2 separate regions of the Mus musculus genome follow, and region 2 is linked to region 1. Evidence: chromatin contacts called from public Hi-C data. All regions are on one chromosome and are shown on one strand. Each heading gives the region's core, a stretch centred on a gene start, on an enhancer-like site or on the middle of the called end of the contact. The rest is flanking DNA. Distances are from core to core; before and after follow the strand shown. Region 1 has its middle 670 kb from the start of D3Ertd751e. Region 2 has its middle 1.2 Mb from the start of D3Ertd751e.

Region 1 (6,553 bases), core at 2,758-5,257:
CTTATAGTCTTAATAGAATGAAGACTTCCTTGCAACACCACTTTAAATCAAAGAGCTAGGTTTATTTATTTATTTATTTATTTTTTACTGCATTTTTTCAGTTATTTTTTATTAGATATTTTCTTAATTTACATTTCAAATGCTATCCAGAAAGTCCCCTAGACCCTCCTTCCTCCTGTCTCCCCAACCCACCCACTCCCACTTCCTGGCCCTGGCATTCCCCTGTACTGGGGCATATAATCTTCGTAAGACCACAGGCCTCACCTCCCATTGATGGCCAACTAGGCCATCCTCTGCTACATATGTAGCTAGAGTCATAAGCTCTGGGGGTTACTGGTTAGTTCATATTTTTGTTCCTCCTATAGGGTTACAGACCCCTTTAGCTCCTTGGGTACTTTCTCTAGCTCCTACATTGGGGGCCCTGTGTTCCATCCAATAGATGACTGTGAGCATCCACTTCTGTATATGTCTCTCAAGACATAGCTATATCAAGGTCATGTCGGCAAAATCTTGCTGCCATATGCAATAGTGTCTGGGTTTGGTGGTTGTTTATGAGATGGATTTCCAGGTAGGGCAGTCTCTAGATGGTCCTCCCTTTTGTCTCACAAAGCTCGTGTTTAATTTTTGGCATTATTGTGCAAAATTGAATAAATCATTTTTCTATTCTGTTTAAGAATAATTATTTCAAAGTTGAGCACTTTCAGTATAGTTTCCTAAAGCCTCGGAATATAACAGCAAGAGAGAAAAGTGAGCTGAAGGGGAGATCAGTTTATGCAGCAAAATTATAGCCTAGTGTTTCCTCAGCTCACATTCCCTGTGTTAGACTAGGATGGTCTCTGCTCGTCAGACCTTGGAAGATGACCACTTTTGGTGAGCCTCCACAGTGGCCTGTGTCTGCAGCACAGGCTTGCCATGGTATTTAGGAGATATTACTTTGGCTAATTTTTATGTTGTCCAATTATTTCTGTAATGTGGCATAATTGGGTGGCATCAGCAGAAATTCTTAGACCATTACTAAGTGTCTGGTTCGTCATAGTCTCTGAGGAAGAGGTTAAAGTTATATAATGTAATTTCAAGCCACATATGAAAGTTACAATCCTACTTTGCTTTCTTTCTAACACTTGTCAACCTAGCCTGTTTAGTTATTTAGAACGATTTCTGGCAGATTTCTGTTTTACTTTTTTTTTTTTTTCATCTATTGATCTTAAAGGCAAAGGGGATACAAGAATCATGATCCAATTTATCCTAAATCTTAACCTTGGACTCATCTACATTTTTGCAGATATGCCACATGGAAAACTCTGAAATCACTCCTGGATAAAATTCAGGATATACTTTTGTGTAAAAAAAGTATATTGTTAGCTTTTTAAAATAATCTAGTTGAAAAAAGGACTTCTTTAAAGAAAGATATGTTCAAGTATGTTCACACCATAGTTTGTCTCAATTTGAAATCATTCTCCTTTCTTACACGCGTTCTCGACCGGCCAGGAAAGACACAGCAAACCAGAATCTTCTGCGGCAAAACTTTATTGCTTACATCTTCAGGAGCAAGAGTGCAAGAGCGCAAGAGCTCTATTGCTTACATCTTTAGGAGCCAGAGCGCAAGAGCGCAAGAGCGCAAGAGCTTTATTGCTTACATCTTCAGGAGCAAGAAGCAAGAGCCAGAGCAAGAGAGCAAAAGAGCAAGCGCTTTATTGCTTACATCTTTAGGAGCCAGAGTGCAAGAGCGCAAGAGAGCAAGAGCCAGAGCAAGAGAGAGAATGGCGAAACCCCGTCCCCTTTAAGGAGAATTATTCTCCGCCTAGGACGTATTACTCCCTGATTGGCTGCAGCCCATCGGCCGAGTTGTCGTCACGGGGAAGGCAGAGCACATGGGGTGGAAAACTACCCTTGGCACATGTGCAGATTATTTGTTTACCACTTAGAACACAGGATGTCAGCGCCATCTTGTAACGGCGAATGTGAGGGCGGCTTCCTACACTCCTTTAATATATTATTTCTAAAATACTTGTTCTGGGACCACAAATGTAATTATTGAAGACATCAGCCCTGTATAAATAAAAATGATTGATATATTGGTATTTAGATACAGAAATATATTTTCAAACTGCTTTTGTTGGTTTTATTTCTGATGATGTGCCTCACTACTAGGAAGTGACTTAAAAGTATTTTAACGGTGGCTTTGAGTTTGTTTTTGAGACCTTATTTTTATTTTCAGTCATGTGGATGTGTGTGAGGGTTTATGGATGTGATTGAAGGTGTGTATGGATTCTCAGAAAGGCTACAAGATGCTCTGGAGCTGGAACTACAAGCTCTCGTCAATAACCTCATGTCAACGCTGGGATTTAAAACTATTTCATCAGAAGAACAGCAAGCAGCGTCTGCACTTCTGAGCCATCTCTCCAGCTCTGAGGTCTTTAACACGTGTCACTTGCACAGTACTCTGAGACACAGAGACAAATATTTAATTTGCTCATTGCTCATTATTTACGCAAACGCTCTAATTAATACCTCTCTTGTGCCAGCTACCTTCTGATATTGTAACAAAATACGGTATATTTTCTTGCGGTAAATCTGACCCAGTTTACTCAAAAGACTCTGGTGAGGGAACCTCAGGGTTCTCACATAACCCATTAGGGATAAATGCCTTTTGCATTTAGTGCAATGGCAAATATAGAAAACGGCTTAGTGGTTGTGTCGTTCATCTCTAACTTGTGAGGGGATCTCTATCAATATTTGTCGGAATTAGTGTGTAGTGGATTAGGTTATGCATTATACAAAGGTAATATTTATTTTAGAAATTGGTCTCCTTTGCAAAGTCAATCGAGGGTGCGAAGAGGAGTGGGTGACAATGCATGCGCAACTTCACCATCAGCCCCAGGAATTCATAACTTACAGGAAGCTTCCAGTTCCTTAAGCAAGACTCAGGCTGTGAGTACACTGTCAGTGACTACAACACTATCTCCTCAGATAATGCAGTGTGGAAACAGTGTATCATGCTACCTCTTTGGGGCAGACACAGAATAATATTTGAAAGAACATTAATTGGTGGAAAGTTGGATTGTTCATTAGTGGTTTGCCTACGCAACAAAGCTATATCACATTTTGTTGTATGAGAACATTGCTGAATCCTGACTAGGCCCACAAGCATAAACTAGAGGGATTAGTCAAAAGGGGCTTAAATTAATGACAAAAACCTTCTCAGATTGTGACTGGTTTTTTTTTCTTTCCCCTCTGCCTCTAACTTCTCTGTCTCTGAAGTTATTAATTAATTTTCCTACAAATTTTGTGACTTCTTAACTGGCAATAGAAAAGGTGGTTTGTTTATGTTACAGTGACTGAGTCACATACGGAAGATTGGTAGACAACAACTATTGTCAGCTAATCTTTGCATTAGCCAGTTGTTTAGAGTATACTTGGAATTACATTTTAAGTGAGCTTAATGTACAATCTTTTTTTGGTTTGATAGGGAGTGATATGTCAAATCTTATGTGAGCATTTGGAAATTTTACCTCTTACTTTAGCATCTTATATAAAGAGTCAGATGCATGTGTTTGCTTTGCAGTATATATTATTCCAAAATTTTTCTAGAGCAAATATTAGCCCCACATTCCAGATAGCTCAGGAGGGAAAACAAGGATCCATTTAAAGCTGACCCTCCTCTTTTTAGCAGAGAGGCCTGAGGTGTGTTCGCAGACTGTGCTGTCACAGCACTGGGTTAACTGACATTTTGAAATGATTGTGGTAGTGAACTTCCTGAAGGCACTTGCTCCATGGTTGGTTAAATTGCACACATTTTTCAGTCAAACATTTTCCTGGCTGCATCAAAGGTGTTGGGTAACTGTGTTAACCTTGGTGTGTTTTGGCAATAGGAGATCAAGTAAAAGTCAATAAATGTCTCTCACAGCCCTGATAAACTCCAAGGGCACAAACAGAGGTGTTTATGAGCTGTAGGGGACAATTTGGTCAAGTATAAGTTTCCTTTCAAATTGCTTATTGCCATTTTAGTGCTAGCAGAACATATTTTAAGTCACTGCTTTGACAGAACATATTGGTTGGCATTGCGTAGGCTTCTGTGTTTTTATGAGACAGATGGCAATTACCACTTTTGTTCAATGTTATCTTTTAGCTTTAAGCATCACATTTACTAGTGAACTGGACTTTGCTACAGTTTTTTTTTAACTTGGAGCAATGCCATCTGATAAAAATCTCTATACAAATAAATATTAAGATGACTGTTTACATACTAATAAGCAAGTGAGAGATGAACAAAAAGTCTTTTTAAATGGGCTCAGGATGTGACAGTTTCTCTCTTTACATTGTTTCTTCATAATTTTCAACCTCTTAGGAGTGGTATACAAAGATGGCTATGGAGAATACAGTTGCAGATATATTTTATAAAGACCGTTAGTCTTTTAGTGTCTCAGAAGTAAATTATATAGCTTATTTACAGTTCCATTGTTCTCATGAAAACTAATCTTTCACACAGAGATTATTAAGAGAATAAACTTTGTAAGATATCTAATATTTTCATACTTAAATATTGATCCAAATGTTTGCTTTTTGAGGCAAAATTTAAAACCGTTGTTTCCTTGAAGTTAATATTCAATTTAACATGTTCTAAAATCAATCAAATGCAAAGGATTAAGAAATCCATGATTTGCTTTCTTTTTTCAGTTTTTCCCATCACTAGGGAAATGGTATTGATTTTTTAAAAAACTTTCAGCATCATATTCTTTTTAACTTTGGTTATAGACCCTGACAGGTTATAAATAAATAATATTATCTGGAGACAAATAAAGAGGAGTTATATAATTTTGAAATATACTTAAAGTAAGGCCCTTTATCACTTATTTAGTGAACTTATAATATATTTAAATTCTCAAGATTCTTTAGAGTTGCAGATTCTAATACAATCTGGTATTTTCAACTTTTATTAATATAGCATGGTTTTACTAATAAAGTTGTCTGGTGCTGGTAATTTTATCATTGTTTTAGTAAGGACACCAAGAGTCTGTGATACTGAAAATTGCTTGATAGCTTAAGTCGTTTATAGCTAGCTTGAATTGCTTGAATTGCGAGCCTTTTGTGTCAACCTTGGCTTCCCTTAGAGCCCTGGGCAGTCCCTAAGGAACTTCATCCCTTATCCCATGAAGCTATCACAGGGATGGTGTAGCTCCTAGAACCAGCCTATCACATCTTCCTCTATTCCATGACCTGTAACAGTGCCTGCCATTCCATTATCTTTAGCTTGATATACTGTCCTTGAATTTGTTTAATTAAGTCACAAAAAAGTTTCCAGTTGTCAAAACCATTGGTTTCTTCCTGATTCATTTCATTCAACACATCTGCACCCTGTGAGACACTTGACTGTCCTCTTTTCAAGCTTCTTTCTCCATTGTTCTTGGTTTCTTATGGGATGGTATTTTTTCTTTCTGTCCATTACAAAGAGACCTGTGGGTTTCACCACCTCCATGTTCTCATCTCTAGAATTTATATATTAGTTGCTCACATTTCTCTGTGTCTCTGAAGTCCTTGTTCAGTTTGTATACTGGACTTTAAATGGTCCTCAAGGATTCCAGACTCCCGGTGCTCACACTGCTGTCTTCACTTTCACTACAGGCTATGCTACCTTCATTGGTTCACTTCTCTAGGTGTTAGAAAGCTCTTTGCATCTTCCCTCTCAGCCACTCTCAATCACATGTACCTATGTCTTTAGAATCTGCTTTCTACTTTCCAGCCATGCTTTCAATGCCCTACCCACTATGCTTTAATATAACCAAGAGAGAGCTGGTATTTTCTATACTACTCTTCCTGCTTCCATTCAAGCTACAAAATAACTCCCCAATAATAATATCGTGTCTCTTCAAATAAAATGCTGCAACTACTGAAAGTATGTATTTCCATCACTTGTGTGAGTGTGTTTGTAGAGTCCAGAAGAGAACATCAAATCTTCAGGACTTACAAATGGTTGTGAACTGCCATGTGAGAGCTGGCAATTGAACCCTCTGCAAAATTCTCTTAGCTTCTTAGCTATTTCTCCAGCCCAGTTTTGCTTTTTTCAAACAATTCTATTTCATTTGGAAGACAAAATTGTGGATACTTTGGTCCTTTTCAGAAGAGGGAACAAAATACCCATGGGAGGATGTGGGAAGTTGTGCACAATCGCCATTACAAGATGGCACTGGCTTCCTCAGTGCCTAACTAGTAAACAAGCAATGTGCGCAGGCAGGTGCTGGAGTAAATTCATGCCAAGTCACTGCCCATCCCAGGGTGTAATAGTGGGGTGATGAGTGAGCAGCTAATCAGAAGCTGACACGTCACACGGAGGGGTATTTAAGCAGCTCCTTTTTCCGGGTTCGGGGTCTTCCTGAGAAGTAAGCAATAAAGCTTTGCCATAGAAGGATCTGGTTGTCCGAGTGTGTTTTGCTGGCGAAACATTACAAGGACAGGAGGAGACACAGAGACAAAGTGTGGAGCAGAGATTGAAGTAAAGGCCATCTAGAGACAGCTCCACCTGGGGATCCATCCAATAGAGTTACCAAACCCAGAC
Region 2 (6,553 bases), core at 2,768-5,267, 490 kb after region 1:
TATACAGGGTAAAAATTATTTTTCATAGCATTTATATCAATCCTACATATTTGTTTCCATTTATAATTGTTGATGTTATTATTATTAGTGATTCATCCCGGATTAAAATTTGTATAAACAACATATGCAAACAAGATAGTCTCTACCAATGAATAGTATTAATTGTTAAAGTAGCAAAAAATATTGTAAATAACTCTATGTGATTTGTTACCAGAAAGAAAATCATGTATATAAGGCTAACTTATTGGTTAGTAATGAATAACTAATACAAATGAGAAACAAATTTATAATATCCTACCTGTAGTGAATATTAGAAAAGAACACTTTTTTATAGTCCATGTCAAATCATTTTTCTGGAATCTGCAGTTAAATGGGAGATAAGCAAGGGTCATAACTTTCGCTTAGCACATTATTTTATAATTGTGCTCTGAATGCAATATAATCCAAACTGTTTTAGAATGTATTTTTCATGATAAATTAATTGTGCAAATTGATTTAGGGTAGTCTCATATTGATACTTAGTAAGGGTCATTTGTGGAAACATCTGTGATAATTCTCACATTTTAAAAATGTCCTTAAGTTTGAATTAGATTGTATTTATGACCAACTTTCAAATAAAACTGACAGTTAATAAATTATAATGAAATAATGCTTTTTTCTTAGATGTGTTTTGCTGAGTTTCAGATAATGCATTCAGATTCTGAACACAAATTTACGAGTTTGAGCCCATAGTCGTGACATATAATAATGCAAAACATGTGCTTACTGCCTCATGGAGACAGAAGAAGCAGCCAACAGAAAGATGCACTTAAAATGCACAGCTTATGTTTGACTCTGTGACAACTAAGTGACAAGAACAAATCCAAATGCAGTCCTGACTTAGAGTGTAAATTAGGAGAATGGCAGAGGCCCTTCCAACATCATAAATTACTCTGTGAGTGCCAGTAACAACAGCTCTCACTACCAGTCATTTTGCATGATGATGCTCTGGAAAACGACAGTTGATGAGGGAGCATCTTTGTGTCAATAAAGCTACCAGGTTGTTCTCTATACACATGGCAGGGCATGATCAGAGGAACTACTACTGCTCTAAAACCTACCTGTGTGAAATAGATTACAGACATATGCCTCAGCCTCACTAGACACCGAAATGACAGCAATCATACTCTTGAGTTATCACCAAACACATTCAGAATACGCTCAGGGCATGTCATAAAAACACACATAGTTTGTCTTGATTATCAGTTATATATGTAACTATAATATATAATTATCATGTTTATTGCAAGTTTTATTGATTATTTCAGGTGGATGAGAATGGAGTGTAAGACCTATATTCTATTAGTTTTAGAATTTCAGTAAAACATGTATACTTTCTGTTGTATATTTTTTTTATAACAAGTGGCTAGAGGTCCTTTTTTATGACTGGATTTGAATCAGACTTTATGTTACCACTAAAATTCATTTCCTGTATGGATGTCTCACTACTCAAAGCATTATTCACTACTTGAAAACAATATACTAACAACGGGACATCTTTAAAATAATCATATGTCTAAGTTGACTACATCACTGTATCATTTTTTCCATTGCTGGTTTATAATGTTCATACTTCTATATAGCAAAAATTAAGGCTTAGTGAGATTTTTATCATTTCATGTTTTTTGATTCATAAAATTTGTTTACATAGCCTCTTAAAACTTTTTGAAGAAAGAGGAACACAGAAAAGTTGAAAAACTTATTTCTGCTAATAATTTGCAATGCTTTGAATACCTCATAAGATATCAAGATTCATTAATAGATTTAAATGTCTTGAAAAATATTTAACTTCATAAGTAATCACTTTTCTGCTTTTCCTAAATATCTAATCTGCTGTGATTCATTATCAAGTGCAAAAATAAAAAGTGCTGTAGATGTTTCGAATACAAATACTTTTAATTAGAGGATTGTCTATGAATTTTGAGGTGCTAGCAAGGACACTTCTTTTTTTTTTTTTTTTTTTGGTCTTTATAATTTTTTTTTCTTTTTTTAATTAGGTATTTTCCTAATTTACATTTCCCAATGCTATCCCAAAAGTCCCCCATACCCACCCCCCACTCCTCTACCCACCCACTCCCCCATTTTGGCCTTGGCGTTCCCGTGTACTGGGGCATATAAAGTTTGCAAGTCCAATGGGCCTCTCTTTCCAGTGATGGCCAACTAGGCCATCTTTTGATACATATGCAGCTAGAGACAATCAAACTAGTCCTAGCTTCTTCCTACCTCCTATGCTTTCAGACTCCCTAAGAGTGCTTTCACTGGAGACCCTGGAACAGGTCAGATGTCAAGACCAGCACACTCACACACATGCAGTTATAAAGAAACTGTCAGGCAAAACCAAGGGAGGTCAATCCAAGGAGGATCTCCAGTGTCAACAAAAGGAATATGTTTTTTCTTGTCTCCATTTTCTAGTGTTTCAGAAAAATAAATAATGAGATCAAAATTTAAACAACAAAACAGAACAACAAAACCAAAACTCAACTAAACAAACAAAAACTATGAAGCTGTGTGATTCTTCTCAGTTGTTAAGTTAGAAGAAAGTAAATAGGTTAAGTTATGCTAATTTTCAGTTCATAACCAAAAAAAATATTTTTCTGTCAGAACATAAAGCAAAGCCTCCCAAACTCCCTCTCATAATCATCACCATATAGTTTGTTCCTCTTTTGTTAGATTTAGATTTTGTTTTTATTTTATGTCTGTTTTCCCCTGTGTGCCATGTGTGTCTGTATGCCATGTATAGAGTCCAGAATGAGGCACTGGATACCCTTGGAGCTGGAGTTAAAGGTGGTTTTGAGCCCATGTGTGGGTGCTTGGAAATGAACCTGGGTGCTCTGCAATAGTAGTTACTACTTTTGACCTCTGGGCTATCTCTCCAACCCAAACCTGGAAGTCTTTCATTAGTCAACTAGAACCTAGCCCCTTTGTCAAACAGCATATTCCCCAGGGCTTGGTCTCTTTCTTTGCCCTCTGTCACATTTTCCTCAGTACAGCACATGATCCTAGCCACTGGTTCCAAAACTGTCTCAGGCCCTAACCACACAATTGTATTTTAGCAGATGGGGAAATCACAGAATCAACCAAAGCACAGCTGCTCTTTGAGGGAGCTATTCAAAATCTCAAGGAGGTCTGAGTCTTTCAAAGTGTGATTGAGGACAGATTTTAAGTCTCTGATTGCCTGGGAGCTTTTTGGATACTCTTAAGTTAGATCAGAAAATGCTTCTGAAAACATCATATCTTAGAGAGTGCAGTTCTTGGCTTCATAGCAGTGATGTTCTAATTCAAAGTCTTTTCCTTTCTTATGACATTCAAATCTTCGTCAAAGGACCACTATTCAATGCAGACTCCCATTTGAGAGTTTGGCTGTCACAACCAAGCACATTCTGCTTCCTTGTAATGATATAAGGCAAAATGACACTAAATCTTATGTCTTGGTCCATAGATTTTAATGACCATATTAACCAATAGCTAGATGTGACTGCCTACCCAAGGCAGCCTCTATTTTTACACTGCTCCAACTTTGAGACCCACCAGACAATTTTGGGTTACTCAAAAACAAAAACTCTACAATACATTGTTGCTAGACAGCATTGGTTCTAACAATGTGTACTACAGGGAACAATAAGGTAGTCTGCCTTCCGTACAGTCATAATTATTGACTCCTACACATGGGCACACAAATGTTTACGGAAACACAAATAATCAAACAGACCTCTCTTCCCAAAATTCTATCAGTTACTTCAACTGCTTGAGTTGTCTCTTTATACTTTTCTTCAAGTTTCCACACTCTAAACCCTCTAAAGAGGAGAGAGAGAGAGAGAGAGAGAGAGAGAGAGAGAGAGAGAGAGAGAACATATTACCAGTGATCTCAAATTCACAATACTCTCTGTAAACATTTCATTCTCAATGTCCTGCCTCTCAACTTCTAAGGACACTTACTAAATCATTAACTGTTGTCTAATCATTCACCAGCTATTTACAGAGCCTTATTAAAGCCATTATCCAATCCAAGGAAGACTTACTTGTGGCGTGAAATGGATTATTCGGCTGCTAACAAGGGCAAATAAAATTGTCTGTTAAATATTAACAGAAGAAGGCAACTACAGATATCTGTTGTCTTGGTCAGGGTTTCCATTGTTGTGAAAAGACACCATGATGAAGAAAATTCTTATAAAGTCAAACATTTAATTGGTGCTGTCTTACAATTTCAGAGGTTAACCCATTATCATTGTGGCAGAAAGAATCACAGTATGCAGGCAGATATGTTGCTGGAGGAGCCGAGGTTTCTATACTGTGATCTGAAGGCAGCAAGGATAATACTGGATGCCTTTCACTCTAGACATAGTTGCTTGAACACTTAAGATCTCAAAGCCCTGCCTCCACTGAGACACATCTACCACTAGGCCACATGTCCTTATATTGCCACTCCTCTATAAGGCAAGCATTCAAACACAGGAGTCTATGGGAGGTCATACTTCTTCAAACCTCTTCAAATCGCCATACCTAAGTATGCAAAAAGTCTCTGTTGTAGAGAAAATATTCCTTTTCAATAAAATGAAGAGATGATTAAAAAAAATAACCTTCAAGAAATTACAGGCCAATTGAATCAAACCTTATATGTATATGCACTGAAGACTAAGAAAACCTGGAACAGTGACATGAACCTAAATGAGAAGTAAGGTAGGAAAATGTAGCAGAAGCAGTTCAAGATAGAAAGACAATCTCCTCTCCCCATCAAACATTGCTGTTAGCTTCAGAGAAGAACTTTAAAATCTTGTTAATTCTTGATGCTTCCAGACCCATGTAAATTTCATTAACTTCTGTATTCTTACCAGCCTCCCTTTAGGAGGGATGGCTTCCATTTGAAAGAAGTAGCCACATAATAAGTTCTTCCTTGTGTTTTATAAAGCCCTCAGTTTTCCAGTAAATGCAATTTTAATTGGCTTTCTTCAGGAGTGTTGTTGTTGTTTAAAAGGCAAGACAAATATTAGTGCATAGTGTCTCCCTGTGCAAGCCACTGTAGATGTTTAGGTATTTACACATTCCTGAGTTTTTAAGAATAATTCTGTTTTAGCACCTTTTCTAGAGAGCTGAACAAAGATAATATATAAAATGTACCTTTGCTTAATCTGGCATTGATGCACTGTTCAGGGTTCCTTGGAGTGCACAGAGCCACACTCTCATACTTCCAAAAGCAGAGCCAAAGTGCTTCAAGTACTCCTTGCCCTTCCGTCTCTTGTCTTTCTACATTCTCCAGTCCTTCCCCAGTTTCCAATAAAGTCTGTGAAAATGTAGACACTTGACATTGGCTTTACCCTCTGTCCAAATTCAACGCTTAAAGAAACATGTCTGAGAGTATTCTGAGGAACTTCCCTTTCTGTTGACATTTAAAATCTTCTAGACCCTACACTGTTCCCAGTGGGATCTCTGCCACTAGGACTGAAATCTAATTTGACTGTCACAAAAATGTAAAATAAAGCTGAAGCTAGAGAAAACAGAGATGTTTAACTCTCTAGTTAGCAATAACATTGTCTACAAGTAGCAATCATCCCTTCTCAGGCATAAATAATAGGGCCCTGGAGGGATCTGTGTAATCCTTGAAGAAAATAAATGTCAGTAGTCCAGTGGTAGTGAAAGGTACATAGGGTGCCCTTAGAGGACTCATAGAGGACAAAGTGATAGAATGAACAACACGAAGTAAAGTTTCCTATATTGTAGGAATGCTGGAGAAGGAATAGCCTCTAAAGTGTACATGTATGTTTATATGTATATACATATGCATATGTATAATATCCATATATGTATATGCACACACACATATACATATATTCCTGCAGGACAAGAAATTTGATTGTCATCACCCTCAGTGTAATATTGGGGTCTTTATACTAGAGGCGAAAATCAAAACTAACAATTGGCCAGTGTAATGCTGATGTGAAGAAATCTTGGCATCTCTGTTGAGGAATAGAGAGAATGCATCAGAATGGTCTTAAGAGTCAGCACCTGCCCTGCAGTCTTTTGTTCCCTGAAAGACTAAAAACTGAACAGTTATCAACTTTCGAAACTAAAAGTTATGTTGAGAAAAGTAATAATGTTTCTATGGTTTTATGCATGGATAAGTTTTGAATAATAAGGCCTAACAATAATTGTGACTAACTCCTTTGATTTTTATGTAGGTATTATAGATGTGTATCTCATTAATTAAAGTTTTATAATTTCTCCCCATGATGACAGATTGAAAAATAACATTTAAAACACATTTGAAAGTTATTACAAAAATAACTTTCCATTTAGTAATAATGGGTAAGAAGTTTTAATATTTTTAGGAAATCCTTAATGCTTTCAGCTTTTTTGCTCTCTATAATCAGAATAGAAAGTTTTAGTAAGAAATGATTATCTAAGTTATCACAATTTTACTGTCCTGAACAATGACATACTTCTGAGATATTGGTGGCACTTCATTAGTATATGATGAAATGAAAATAATTAAATGAGATGGGATTAAATGTTGGAACAA

Evidence for each region. Hi-C and Micro-C count contacts between places; a contact is called where the count stands out from the background.
Region 2: a Hi-C map of liver shows a contact between it and region 1, with 3 times the contacts expected there. The contact joins two enhancer-like sites. A contact is called at or near these places in 2 of 484 Hi-C or Micro-C datasets (cerebral cortex and liver).

Annotation. Positions count from the first base shown.
Region 1 is chr3:42,405,349-42,411,901 of GRCm38.p6, forward strand. No RefSeq gene overlaps it. Among named protein-coding and RNA genes, the nearest start is that of D3Ertd751e, 670 kb to the left of the region's middle. Within about 2 kb of position 4,008, at least 8 of the 459 cell types and tissues checked have an H3K27ac peak or open chromatin away from gene starts, as enhancers often do. A contact at or near this core is called in liver, where this site is marked.
Region 2 is chr3:42,895,109-42,901,661 of GRCm38.p6, forward strand. No RefSeq gene overlaps it. Among named protein-coding and RNA genes, the nearest start is that of D3Ertd751e, 1.2 Mb to the left of the region's middle. Within about 2 kb of position 4,018, at least 7 of the 459 cell types and tissues checked have an H3K27ac peak or open chromatin away from gene starts, as enhancers often do. A contact at or near this core is called in liver, where this site is marked.